Regions from separate parts of the Mus musculus genome. Here region 1 is linked to region 2. Evidence: chromatin contacts called from public promoter capture Hi-C data. All regions are on one chromosome and are shown on one strand. The core of a region is the stretch at or near the end of the contact, and the rest is flanking DNA. Distances in the headings are between cores, read along the strand shown.

The links. Promoter capture Hi-C pulls out the DNA fragments that hold promoters and counts their contacts.
Region 1: a promoter capture Hi-C map of macrophages shows a contact between it and region 2, with 7 read pairs. The contact joins the promoter of Mfhas1 here to the enhancer-like site in region 2. A contact is called at or near these places in 2 of 39 promoter capture datasets (liver and macrophages), 9 of 484 Hi-C or Micro-C datasets (the MC3T3-E1 cell line, the Patski cell line, bone marrow-derived macrophages and 4 more), 3 of 115 datasets of contacts at active chromatin or transcription factors (bone marrow-derived macrophages and embryonic stem cells) and 2 of 9 other capture datasets (adipose tissue and pancreatic islet).

What each region holds. Positions count from the first base shown.
Region 1 is chr8:35,585,206-35,592,083 of GRCm38.p6, forward strand. It overlaps Mfhas1 (malignant fibrous histiocytoma amplified sequence 1), which reads left to right and starts at 2,584. Exons shown (of 3, transcript NM_001081279.2): 1 at 2,584-6,153. The coding sequence starts at 3,168. Gm16793 (predicted gene, 16793) reads right to left here and starts at 3,815. Exons shown (of 3, transcript NR_040376.1): 1 at 3,633-3,815.
Region 2 is chr8:35,536,257-35,542,972 of GRCm38.p6, forward strand. No RefSeq gene overlaps it. Among named protein-coding and RNA genes, the nearest start is that of Gm39162, 4.3 kb to the left of the region's middle. Within about 2 kb of position 4,500, at least 31 of the 459 cell types and tissues checked have an H3K27ac peak or open chromatin away from gene starts, as enhancers often do. A contact at or near this core is called in bone marrow-derived macrophages, liver and macrophages, where this site is marked.

The DNA.
Region 1 (6,878 bases), core at 1,334-3,833, 47 kb after region 2:
ACACAGATGTGGGTTCTGCTTGTCCTAACCTTAGTTTCATACACCAGTGAGAAGCCTTGTGGGCACACAGCTAGTAATGCCCCTTGTACAACCCTAAAATTGTTATGTTTATATATATATGTATATATATATGTATATATATATATATATATATATATAATTACACATGATTGATTCCCTTTAATGAGCACAAGGTACTACCTCATCCTATTTATGTTAATGGACTTACAAATAAAAACCTTGATCTTGGCTCACTCCAGGATCAATTAGCATGTCCGGATTTTATAATTTCTGTCAAAGCAGGACATCAGAGCGGGGTGCATGCGGGTGGAAGGGTGCAGGGGAGCATATGGTGGAAAGGTGCTTGTTTCATGCCACCTGGTATGTTAAAGAGGAAGTGGAAGGTATGATGTTTCACTAGTTTCTTTGAGAGCACAACCCAATGACCCAACTTCCTCTGGTTAGGGCTTATTTCATGTTTTGGCTACCTCCCAATAGTGACATGCTAGGGACTAAGACTTTTGTGTGGGGGCCATGGAGGAAATCCCAGTCACAAACTACACTGCTCTAGATCCAGATTGGAGGCTGCCGACACCTGAAATCTAAGGTCATATATAGAATGTTCTAGAATGTGGAGAGGGCATGTCCCTTAGACACAACAGAAAATTAACCACTTAGAATTGGAGCATAGGCTCAGGAGGTCAGGATGAGTATCCATGGCAGAAGTTATTTGAACTTAGTTCCTTCCTTCCTTCCTTCCTTCCTTCCTTCCTTCCTTCCTTCCTTCCTTCCTTCCTTCCCTTCCCTTCCCTTCCCTTCCCTTCCTTCCTTTTTTCCATTCCCTCCCTCCCTTCCTGCATTCCTTCCTTCCCCTTCCTTCCTTCCTTCCTTCCTTCCTTTTTCCATTTCCTTCCGTCTTCCTTCCTTCCTTCCTTCCTTCCTTCCTTCTCTTTTCCATTCCCTTCCTTCCTTTCCCCTTCTCTCCCTCCCTCCCTTCCCCCTTCCCTCCTTTCCTCACTCTCTTCCTTCCTCACTTCCTTCTTTCCTTTCTTCCTTTCTCCCATTACTTAAAATATTCTTTCTCCTGATTTAACATTTTAGTTTTTAGTAGCCTGGCTTTCAAAGAACTCCACGTTCTTCTTTGCTTGAAGAAGTTAATGTTACCATGACCTCACACTTTAAACCCTCTTGCTTCATTCAGTCCCTCAGGTGCTGCAGTGACAGGCCTGCAGGAACATGCGTAGCTTCAGGGGCTCTTGTACAGGCTTTTCCCAAGCTTGCTCAGTATGAACTTTGCTCCCAGAAGTCACCTTGCCTCTTGCCTCACATGCTGGAAACCCTGGGTTCAAACTCTAGAACTGAGGAAAAAAATCACTCTAGCCATAGGGATCTTTCAGGACTTTGCAAGTAGAGGATTGTTCCTTGCAGGCAAACTCACCTCCTTTATAGCCGGGGTGATAAGGGGCATGCCTAAAAGCTGACAGGTCCCAGGCACTACTCAGCTCTCTTAAGCAGATAAACAAAATGATCGATTATCTAATGACAAATGGAGAAGAGTTTTCTGAAGACAGTTACAATGGAAGGATAGCTTGTTTGCTTGCAAATTGAGTCTAATTTGTGTTGCCCTTATTATCGTGGTATGGAGCCAACTGCTGGAGCTTTGGCAAGCTATCAGTGACCACACCCTCGATGAAAGTGACTGTCCTTTTCAACCAGTTGTTGCCTGTCGGTGTTCCTCAGATAAAGTGATTAAGCAACTGGAAAGGAGTGGTAGAGGTGATCTCTGCGGTCTTGACAGGTTTCACGGCTTTGATAAATTCGGAGATTACTTGAGTATAGATATGATCTCAAACCAACTTCCTCTCAATGGAAACAAGCCCACACTGAACCCTGCAATAGCGAAAATGTGTCTGATAATACGGTCATTTCTTTGAATCCACAGAATACGGGGAATGTCGGATTCAAGATGTAGCATGTTGCATTCGGCTGTGGCGCTAAATGGGATAGTACAGACTTAAGACATCTTGCATGGCCTCCAACCCCCAGCCACCCACAACAGGCCTGAGATGTGCTGGCTCAAACCAGGGGAGCTGAAAACTAGGCTTCGGTTGACCTAGTACAAATAGTCCCCAATAACTAACTTATCAAATGGATTAAAAGGTTCTTTGCTTTTCCCCCATCTGCCTTTTATAACTACCCTCTTGTTCTAAGCTCCTTGGACACCCAGGTCCTTAAATTCTGCCGGCTCTATAGAGGTGTGGATGTATGGCGCATGGGAAGGATGAGCAAGAAAGCCAGCTAAATCCTATGCTTAGGGATGAATAAGAAATCCTTAGAGGCCAGGACCAACAAAGAACCTGATGCAGGAGAAACCAACCCGGAGACCCCGGAGTCCCACATCAGCTTTGAGGACCGCATCTGGTGCGCCTGGCGCAGGGCGAAGTCCACGTCGCCGGCCCCACTGTAGCTGGACCCCCCAAACCCCAAAGCCTGCGCTTACTTGCAACTCCCGCCCCAGGGGCGGTGCCGGGAACAAGCGGCGCCTCCGCCGGTCACGTGGGGGCCGCTCCACCGGGCGGCGCTGTAGCTTCCCGATCGCGCTCTCCAAGCGCCGGGGACGCGGCGCTCGCGCTCCCGCCCGAGCCGCGGGGAAACGGAGACAAGGAGACGCCTTCACCTCCGGCTCCCCGGCCCTGCGCCCGCAGCATGCCCGCCGCGGAGCCGAGCGCCGCCCTCCTCCTGCAGCTCGCGGAGGTGACGCCGCCGGCCTCCGGACCGCCGCTGCGAGGGTAGCGGGGCTGGAGTCGGCTACCGAGGCTCGGCGAGGCGGGCGGAGCTGGAGGAGGAGCAGGCATCCTCCGCGGCGCGGCGGGCGGCGGCCCTGCTGCCCGGCGCGCCCATGGCCCAGGAGCACGGAGAATGCGAGCCGCGCTGCGCGGCCGCAGCCCAGCTCCGAGCCGCTTGCCCGGAGCCCCTCAAACCTGCCTGCGTCGCTGCCGCCCGCCACCGGCTGCGCTAGGACCCACGGCCGCCGGCCGCGCAGGGGTGGTGGCCCGGGAGCAGCGGGAGCTAGAGGGCCCGGGGGCTGGGCGCCCGCCGGAGTCCAGCGCGGCATGCAGCTGCGGGCTCCGGTACCGGCGTGAGGGTTGTCGGCGCGGGGCCCCGCCATGGCTGGCCAGGACAGTGGCAACCTGAAGACGGTGAGGCTGTGGCGGGACGCCGCCCTGAGAGCCAGGAAGCTGCGGAGCAACCTGCGCCAGCTCACGCTCAGCTGCCCAGGGGCCGGAGGCGACCCACTGGAGTCCCCCGACGCCCCCCAGCTGGTGCTGCCGGCCAACATCGGGGACATTGAGGTGCTGAACCTGGGGAACAACGGCCTCGAGGATGTGCCTGAAGGTCTGGGGTCAGCTCTGGGCAGCCTTCGCGTCTTGGTCTTGCGCAGGAACCGTTTTGCCCGGCTGCCCCCTGCGGTGGCGGAGCTAGGCCACCACCTTACCGAACTGGACGTCAGCCACAACCGGTTGACCATCCTGGGAGCCGAGGTGGTGAGCGCCCTGAGGGAGCTGCGCAAACTCAACCTGAGCCACAACCAGTTGCCAGCCCTGCCTGCCCAGCTGGGTGCCCTCGCCCACCTGGAGGAGCTGGATGTCAGCTTCAACCGGCTGGCGCATCTGCCAGATTCCTTCTCCTGCCTCAACCACCTTCGGACCCTTGACGTGGACCACAACCAGCTCACCGCCTTTCCCCAGCAGCTGCTGCAGCTGGCTGCCCTGGAGGAGCTCGACGTCTCCAGCAACCGGCTGCGAGGCCTACCTGAGGATATCAGTGCCCTGCGTGCCCTCAAGATCCTCTGGCTTAGCGGGGCCGAGCTTGGCACGCTGCCCAGAGGCTTCTGCGAGCTGGCCAGTTTGGAGAGCCTCATGTTAGATAACAACGGGCTCCAGGCTCTGCCCGACGAGTTCAGCCGTCTGCAGAGGCTCAAAATGCTCAACCTCTCTTCCAACCTCTTCGAGGAGTTCCCTGCTGCGCTGCTGCCCCTGGCTGGTCTGGAGGAGCTCTATCTTAGTCGCAATCAGCTCACCTCAGTGCCCTCTCTTATCGCCGGGCTGGGTCGGCTTCTCACCTTGTGGCTGGATAATAACCGCATCCGGTACCTGCCAGACTCCATTGTGGAGCTGACTGGCCTGGAGGAGCTGGTGCTCCAGGGCAACCAGATCGCTGTGCTGCCGGACAACTTTGGCCAGCTCTCCCGGGTAGGCTTGTGGAAAATCAAGGACAACCCACTGATTCAGCCCCCTTACGAAGTCTGCATGAAGGGGATCCCTTACATCGCAGCCTACCAGAAGGAACTGGCGCATTCGCAGCCAGCCGTGCAGCCCCGGCTCAAGCTGCTCCTGATGGGCCACAAGGCTGCAGGAAAGACCCTGCTTCGACATTGCCTCACCGAGGACAAAGTGGAGGGAGGGCAAGGTGGAGGGGACAAGGAGAAGAGCTACCTACCTTTCCCTCCCCTTGGTAGTAAGGGCATCGAGGTGACCAGCTGGACAGCGGATGCTTCCCGGGGCTTGCGGTTCATTGTGTATGACTTAGCCGGTGATGAAAGCTATGAGGTGATACAGCCCTTCTTCCTCTCCCCTGGAGCCCTGTATGTGCTCGTGGTCAACTTGGCCACCTATGAACCTCGCTGCTTCCCTACCACCGTGGGCTCCTTCTTGCATCGGGTGGGGGCCCGGGTGCCTCACGCTGTGGTGTGTATTGTAGGCACGCATGCGGACCTGTGTGGGGAGCGGGAGCTTGAGGAGAAATGTCTGGACATTCACCGACAGATTGCCCTGCAGGAGAAGAACGATGCAGAGGGCCTTAGCCATCTAGCCAAGGTGGTGGATGAGGCCCTGGCTCGGGACTTCGAGCTGCGCTCTGCCAGCCCTCACGCAGCCTACTACGGTGTTTCAGACAAGAACCTTCGGAGGCGCAAGGCCCATTTTCAATACTTGCTTAACCACCGGTTGCAGATCCTCTCTCCCGTGTTGCCCGTAAGCTGCCGGGACCCCCTCCAATTGCAACGCCTTCGAGACAAGCTGCTCTCTGTAGCTGAGCACCGAGAAATCTTTCCCAACTTACACCGAGTCCTGCCTCGATCCTGGCAGGTACTGGAGGAACTGCACTTCCAGCCACCTCAGGCACAACGACTGTGGCTGAGCTGGTGGGACTCTGCCCGCCTGGGCCTGCAGGCAGGTCTGACTGAGGACCGGCTCCAGAGTGCTCTTTCCTACCTGCACGAGAGCGGCAAACTGCTCTATTTTGAGGATAGCCCAGCCCTCAAGGAGCATGTCTTCCACAACCTCACCCGCCTCATTGACATCCTCAATGTCTTTTTCCAGAGAGATGCTTCATTGCTGCTGCATAAACTGCTCTTAGGGACCAATGGAGAGGGGGAGGGGGAGGGGGAAAGTTTCCCCACTATAGCAGTGCCCAGCCCGGGTCAGGACCCACTCCGGGCCACCCAGCTTCATCATTATGTGGAAGGCTTTTTGCTGCATGGGCTTCTGCCAGCCCACATCATTCGGTTGCTGCTTAAGCCTCATGTCCAGGCCCAACAGGACTTGCAGCTCCTGCTGGAGCTGTTGGAGAAGATGGGACTCTGTTACTGCCTCAATAAACCCAAAGGCAAGCCTTTGAATGGCTCCGCGGCATGGTACAAGTTCCCATGCTACGTGCAGAATGAGGTGCCCCATGCAGAGGCCTGGATTAATGGCACCAACCTAGCCGGGCAGTCTTTTGTGGCTGAACAGTTACAGATCGAATATAGTTTTCCCTTCACCTTTCCACCTGGATTGTTCGCACGTTACAGTGTCCAGATCAACAGTCACGTGGTGCACAGGTCGGATGGGAAATTTCAGATCTTTGCATATAGAGGGAAAGTTCCCGTGGTGGTGAGTTACAGACCTGCCAAGGGGGTTCTGCAGCCCGACACCCTGTCCATTGCCAGCCATGCGTCACTACCAAATATATGGACCGCATGGCAAGCCATCACCCCTTTGGTAGAGGAACTGAATGTCCTACTTCAGGAATGGCCTGGACTGCACTACACTGTGCACATCCTCTGTTCTAAGTGCCTTAAGAGAGGGTCGCCAAATCCACACGCTTTCCCAGGTAGGCAGAGAGGGTGTTTGGGATTCTCTGACGGGTTGTCTTATGTTGTGTTTTGGAGGCTTTTGTTTCTCGTGTGGCAGGAGTGTTTCTGTAGTCTCATAGACTTTCCAGGAAAGCCTTTCAAGGTAAATGAAGGGCGGTCGGCCAGGTGAAATGCTGCCACGAGCATCATTCTCTTCTAATAGAGAGACTCAGACTGCCAGATTCACACATTTCCAATTCGCCTTTATTGTCCTATGCAAGCTTGCCGCATTTGCGGAAGGCAATCTTAGGTGACCACACAGAGGTCAGAGGAGTGTGACATTAGATCTGTCTGAGCCTCCATTCTCACAGGCATTAGACTCAGGTCGATCAGAGGGAGGATCCTGGGTCTGTGTTGGGGGTCATATTCTTTTGTTTAAAGTCTGTGTGTAACCAGCAAGTTAGAGTTAGGACTGGCTTTTCCCGAGAAATTCAAAGAATGTTCTGTAATCAGGGTGAGTGATGGCTGAGTAGTCAGTCTGTAATGCATGCCTGCCTCTTGAGAGTGCAGACTTGACCAGCGAGCAAGAGAGAGAGAGAGAGAGAGAGAGAGAGAGAGAGAGAGAGAGAGAGAGAGGACTCACTTGTCTGAAGGGAGTTTCCTCTGATGTTTCTTGGCAAGTTTGAGCTCTGTATACATCGTAAGATAGCTTCTTGGAAAAGGGGGCTTTCCGAAGGTGGTTTTTAAGTGAGGGAAGGGAAAG
Region 2 (6,716 bases), core at 3,250-5,749:
AATAATTCATGAGCGTGGATCTCCATTCTCTTCATTTTGTTTTAAAATCCCGGTATGTTGTTCAATATCATTATATTGATTTAAGGCTTTATGTTGTTGCTAGTTCTTTATTATTATTATTTATTATTATTATTTTGGGCTAAGGAGAAATTAATTAAGAAGCAAACAAATAACTCTTGTAATTTGGTAAACCTGTCCTCGTCTCTAGGGACAGGTGCTGAAATATGATTAGCTCAGATTATTAGCTCTGAAAGAAGCTAGATTAAATCTTGAACTAAATTGACCTTCTTACTTCAGAGATCAGAGGTCACTCTTCTCATTTCAGCCTTGGAAAATGGAGGCATAAGGTCAGGTGATTGAATACTAGCTGATGCCCCCATCTGTGCCCCTGGCTGTTCCAACACTGCGTCCTGGGTATCAGCTGCAGGGATAGGGAGCAGCAGTAGTAGGTATTTCACAGTGTAACAAACAAGGATGTAGCTTGAAGATGTTTATCGTTATTAAAAACAAATAATTCATTATTTGATAGACCCAAGAAGCCACCCACCTGCATTCTAGTTGTCACACTCCCGAAGGAAAAGGCTACAGGGCAAAAAGCAAAGGTCCTCTGCTTTTAGGCTCACAGTCTGCCACTGATCTACACTTCCACTCCCTCAAAACAACCTCTTTAGTTATCCTACCTTCTGTTACTTACAAAGCAAAACAATATTAGCTGAAAATATTTCATTTCTAGAAATGGCGGGCTTGGTTATTTGGATTGTATTAAGAAATTGAAATGGCCAAGAGATCACGAATGGAGACTCTCTTGGTTTTCAGGTAAAGCCTACTCTGAGAATAATACATGCAGCACCTTTGGCAGCAGATGGGCAGAGCAGAAAAAAGAAAAAAAAAAAGAGTGGGCTGGCTAAAAGTAGTTCAGGATGTAGAGTTTTCAAGAAGTTTAGAACAGAGACCAGGTGTGTGGCACAGAGTGTGGTCTCAACACTGGGGGGAAGGGCAGAAGGAATCCAGGTCCTCAACTCCCTGGTGAGGTAGAGGCTAGACTGGGCTATATGAGACTCAGTCTAAAACTAGAAATGATTTCAAATGAATAGTGTCATAAATATGTAATACAGAAGAGAAAGAGATGGAGACAAGTGAGAGACAGGGAAAAGATCTCACTCATTTTAAAAAATATATACATCCTTAAAAAGGAAGGGGTTTTAAGAAGAAAAGTGTGTGTTTGTAATGTAAAGATTCTTAAAATAGTCATATAGTCACCACTATGCCTACAATTTTATAATTCCCTAATCTTTTTAAATATCTGGTCCAGCACATACATCTAACACCAACATCCCAGCAAGTGGGGGGAAGAGTGAGCAAATCAGTATGTAAAGAGATGATGAGGAAGAAATTTTTTTAGCATTAATGGAAGACTATTTATGGATTCATAAGGCCAGTGAATAGCAAGAAGCAACATCTGGACATAGTTGAATAAACTGAAGGAAATGAAAGACGAAGTGGAAAGAAGGAAGACCAGGAAGAAAGTCAGATTCCTTTGGAAGGAACGGCAATTAGAGGCACAGTCCAACCTCTCCAGAAATAGCTGCCAGCTGAGCACTGTGGTCATCAGATATGGCCTGAGAGCCATAGTCTGTGCTCATCTTGTGCTCCTGTGAAACCCTGTAAGCACAAGCCTGTCAGAGATTACACAGAGATGCCTGGGACTCGAACCACTGTCTCAGAAGCTGCTAGACTCCTTAACTCTAGCATTCTCACCCCTCTGTAACCACCACTGCTTAATTACCTGATGTGAACTTCCCCAATCATACAACCTTCTTCCATGGCTTAAACGTTATCTTGTTTTGTCTTTATTATCAACAAGGTGTGGAACAGAATAAAAGGGTAAGCTGGATAGCACTTGTACTGGCTGGTTTTGTGTCAACTTGACACAGCTGGAGTTATCACAGAGAAAGGAGCTTCAGTTGAAGAAATGCCTCCATGAGATCCAGCTGTAAGGCATTTTCTCAATTAGGGATCAAGGGGGAAAGGCCCCTTGTGGGTGGGACCATCTCTGGGCTGGTAGTCTTGGTTCTATAAGAAAGCAGGCTGAGCAAGCCAGGGGAAGCAAGCCAGTAAAGAACATCCCTCCGTGGCCTCTGCACCAGCTCCTGCTTCCTGACCTGCCTATGTTCCAGTCCTGACTTCTTTCAGTGATGAACAGCAATGTGGAAGTGTAAACTGTATAAACCCTTTCCTCCCCAACTTGCTTCTTGGTCATGATGTTTGCGCAGGAATAGAAACCCTGACTAAGACAGCACTCATTTTAAATAGAAAAACAAAACCAATTACTAGATCTGTTCTTTCAAGAACATTCTGGCAAAAGTGGTCTCACATAAACTAATTATGTCCTGGGAGTGTAGCTTTGTATTGGTGTCAGTTTTGTAGCATGCACAAGACCTAAAGTTCAGCCCCTAGTACCTAAATGATGATGGTGATGGTTGATGTCAAAGACAAAATACTAATTGCTGGATTGTCGAGGAAAGTACTTTGGAAGGCAGTTTTGAGATCCTCAAAGTATTCTTTCCTTTTAGTTGGTGATTCTAAAAGTTCAGAAGTAGCTAATAATAAAGTCTTTAAGCCAAAGAAATAGCCCACAATGTATTTTAATAATAAAAGCTTAGAAGTGCCCCATAAGCCTTACAGTAAGATGTGCTTTAAAAATGATACACCTTGGGTCCAGAGAGATGGCTCAACAGGTTAAGTGCATAGTCCACTCTTGCAAAGAACCTGAGATCCATTGCCAGGATCCACATGGCATTTCACAACCAGCTGCAACTCCAGTTCCAGGGATTTACACATTCTTTTGACCTCTCCAGGCACCTAGCATGTATTCCACATACATACACACAGGCAAAGTATATATAATTTTTGTTATATATTAGATACAAACAGGTGAGTCTTTTAAAAATGATACAATCATCTAGTGGGCAATATTGTGGCTAGTAGAATGTTTACATTAGTAGTGGAAAATAATTATGAGCCCATGTTAAGTGGAGAAAAATAAAACCATGCAAGATTATACCAATCAATCTTTGATATAATTCCTGTAAATGTATATGAAAACTCTAGCAATGCTATAGTGGCCAGTCTTAGGTAAGAATATGAGAAGAATATAAGAAGAATATAATAGCTCTTCTCCTCTTCTCTATGTTTTTTACACTGTCCCAAACCATCTACAACAAATGTAAGAGAATACTTGTATAGATTGTCATGAAGAATTTGAAATAGAAAGTAAAAATGGGAAATAAAAAGAGCAGGAGAGTTATGGGATGGCCGATAAGAGTGCCTTGCATGCAATTGTAGGGTAACTGCTTATGAAACCATTTTAAATTATAATCTCATAAATCATGTAATTTCAGAATTACATAGAGGTGACTTGAATGAATATACCCATATGAATCTGAGCTGAACATTACCTGTGTAGAGAGTTCCCAAAGGACAAAGGTAGGCAATGACGAGGACACAATGGAGAAGCATTTGTTAAAATCAGACTCTCAGGGCCAGATGCCGTAAGCACACAGTTTTTAATTCCAGCATGTAGAAGGCAGAGGTACATGGATCTTTGTGAGTTTGAGGCCAGCCTGGTTTACATGAATGAATTAATGAATGAATGAACATTTCTTCTACCATCTTTTCTTCCCCACTCTGTTTATTCTCCTGTATTAAAAAACATCCTTAGCTTATTGGTTATCAAATATTTTTCCTGATCCTGTTCTCATAACTACTTGGAGATCATGTCAAATTCAATACCTGGACAATTGCGTTAGGTTCAGGACTGGTCTTGCCACCAGTCTTTTATCACTTGCCAAATTTTGTATCTGAGAGATGCATCTGATGAGATTCCTGCCCAGCGTTTACCTTGCACGTTTAGGTGCCAAGAACTATGCTCAGTAAAGGCGCATTAGTGGGCAAAGCAGACTGTGTTCCTGTACTCAGGGAACTTAAATTCTAATAGAAATAAATAATTCAGACCCACACTTGGAAGGCTTTTCTAAGTCCTGACCTTTCTGCCTTCTCCCATAATGCTTTTACACAACCCACTCACTAGGTCCCACCGTTTCCTTCCTCATGCTGTTTGCTCAAATACTGTGCAGCTTTTTGTGGTTGCCCTTGGGCACCACTTTCCCTCTGAAGACTTTTATGAACCTCACGCTGGACTTTGTGACTCTTAACATCCCTCCCATAGCATCCACTGTCTAACTTTTTCCTCGGAGTCTTCTTAACTCTGTTAAACAGAAATGTATGCGTCTCCTTCATGAGACTTCAAGTTCGCTGGAAATGGAGTCATTGTCTTAATGATTTATCTACTTTCAGTGCCCCATGAAATGAAGATAGGAAACAAAAGGGGAATTAATCTCGTAATCCTAGTTCCCTTTTTGTGATTAAGACAGTTGGCTGTGTGATATTGGGCTCATACATCAGGCTGACAAAGCAGGTGTCACGGGGAGGCTTCCTCGGATGGACTGTGACTAAGAAGACGATGAAAAGAAAAAGATCTTGGCCTGGAGAGATGGCCCAGTAGATATATGCTTGCCTTGAAGCATAAGGATTCAAGTTTAATGCCCACAAGCTTCATTAAGAAAAAATAGGCATTTGTAATCTCAGATGTGGGAAGTGAGAGACTGGGGCTAGCTGCCTAGCTGGTTTTAATATACATTCTATTAGTATATTATCATGCATGGGTTGTTTGAGCTCACTGAGAAGCTGACTACAGAGGCAGGGTATCCTAGCACCCCACACCATCATTTTTAGACCCAAGCATGTTTGTTTCAACGTGACTCGAAAGGCCCCTCCCTTATCTGGGGATGTAGCTGCTTGTACTACGATGTTAATTCTGTTCCCCCCAAAATTATGTCCCTCCCCCAAAAAAACTGCTTACAAGAGAGGGTCTCCATGGAGCTTCGGGGAACCTTCCCCCAGTTGGTTCTGATAGGTAAATAAAGATACCAGCAGCCAATAGCTGGAGAGGACATAGGCAGGGATTTCTTGGGCTTGAGACAGGGGGAGAGAAGAGATCAGCCATGCAGGGAGAGTGTGGAGGAGAGGAGAGATGCCATGCAGACAGAGGTGTGGCCACCATGTGAAGGAGCCGGGAGAGCAAGGCCCAGAAAATTGACCAATTGGATCTAGAGCAGGCAAGATAGAACATAGAATTTAGTAAGCAGTAACTCAGAATTCTGGGCAGGAAGAAGATTCTGGCAGCATGGAGGCTAGGTGGCTGCCCAGCTATTGTGCTGCCTAAGGCATACTAAAATATAAAGGCTGTGTGTGTCTTTCATTTGGGGGACATACAGGCAGTATGTGTGTCGTTCATTCGGGAACATAAACCATTGAGGCAGGTAGCTAACCCACGCTGAGATTTATTAATTAGTTAATAATTAATTCAACGGGAGATGGTCTGGTCCCACTCACTCTGTGACAGGGAGGAACTGGAACAGTTAAATGACTCAAGAATAAAAAATCATCATCTTTGAGAGCAGCGGGAGGACAATTTCCAACAGAAATTACGATTGCTTATTCCCTGTTATAAAGATGTCTGCAGTGGGAAAGAGAAAATGGAAGCCCAGGCATGAGAAGCTCTGTCATAGATAAAATGCTCAATAAGGAACTTCGGCTGACTGACTCAGCCTCCCAAGTCAGTTTCTGAAAGACGCCTCATTTGGTGAGGGCATCTCTGTTATCATTCTTTGACTTGGACACTCTGCTCTGTTTGTGGCTCTCGGAAAACCCCAGCTGATTGTTTTAAAAGGGCTTCCCCAGTCACTTTCTTCTCTGTTTCCAAGCTCCTGGTTTGGTGATGTTACTACCTTCATGCTGTTATTTGTTCTTTTACCCGAAAGCTTTACTCAAGGGGACACTCTGCTCTGTCTAGGACTCCATCAGGAACATCAACTGGCTTCTTTATAGGGGCTTCCTCAGCAGATTTCTGTGGGATATTTTGAGTGTCGAGCATAATAATGTGATAATCTACCCATCGATTCACCACTTATTATTTATTCTTCTCCTTTGGCTTACTCTATACTTGATAAACTCACTCATTGAAAGTGAAAAGTATGGCTGTCATAGATCATTCTCTATGCCATACAGAACACCAGATAACCAAATTGGTGAGTGAGATCTAGGCTACTGACAAATCATATCTTAAAAAAAACAAAAAAACAAAAAAACAAAAAACAAAACAAAAAACCCAAAAAAAACCAAACCACCCTCTATAAAGTAAACTGTGTCTAAGGTGAGGCTGTTCTCTAGTCTCTGCAAGCTGTAAATACATTTGCATCTACGTGCAACTACACACACATACACTCGTACACCCACAATATACTCTTAGACATATACTCACTCACGTGTGCACATACAGAAAGAGAGGAAGGGAGGAGGGAGGAGGGAGGAAGGAAAGCGCCTTAGTAGATAGAGCATGCGGTTGGCATGTGTAAGACCTGGAGCTTGTTCACGAAGACTTTTGACTCTTCCTCAGTATTAAGTTACTTGTGAATAAGATTATAGCAAGGGTGCGATCCTTATAAAGCAAGATAAGACTTGCTTTACACAGACACTGCTTTGCAGAAGTCAGATTTCTTTATTGTCTCCTTAACCTTTATCACGTAATTCCCAAGTTTCTAATTCCTGTTAAAGTTAAAGGAACAGGAGATACAAGTGCGAGTGCGCAGATCCGG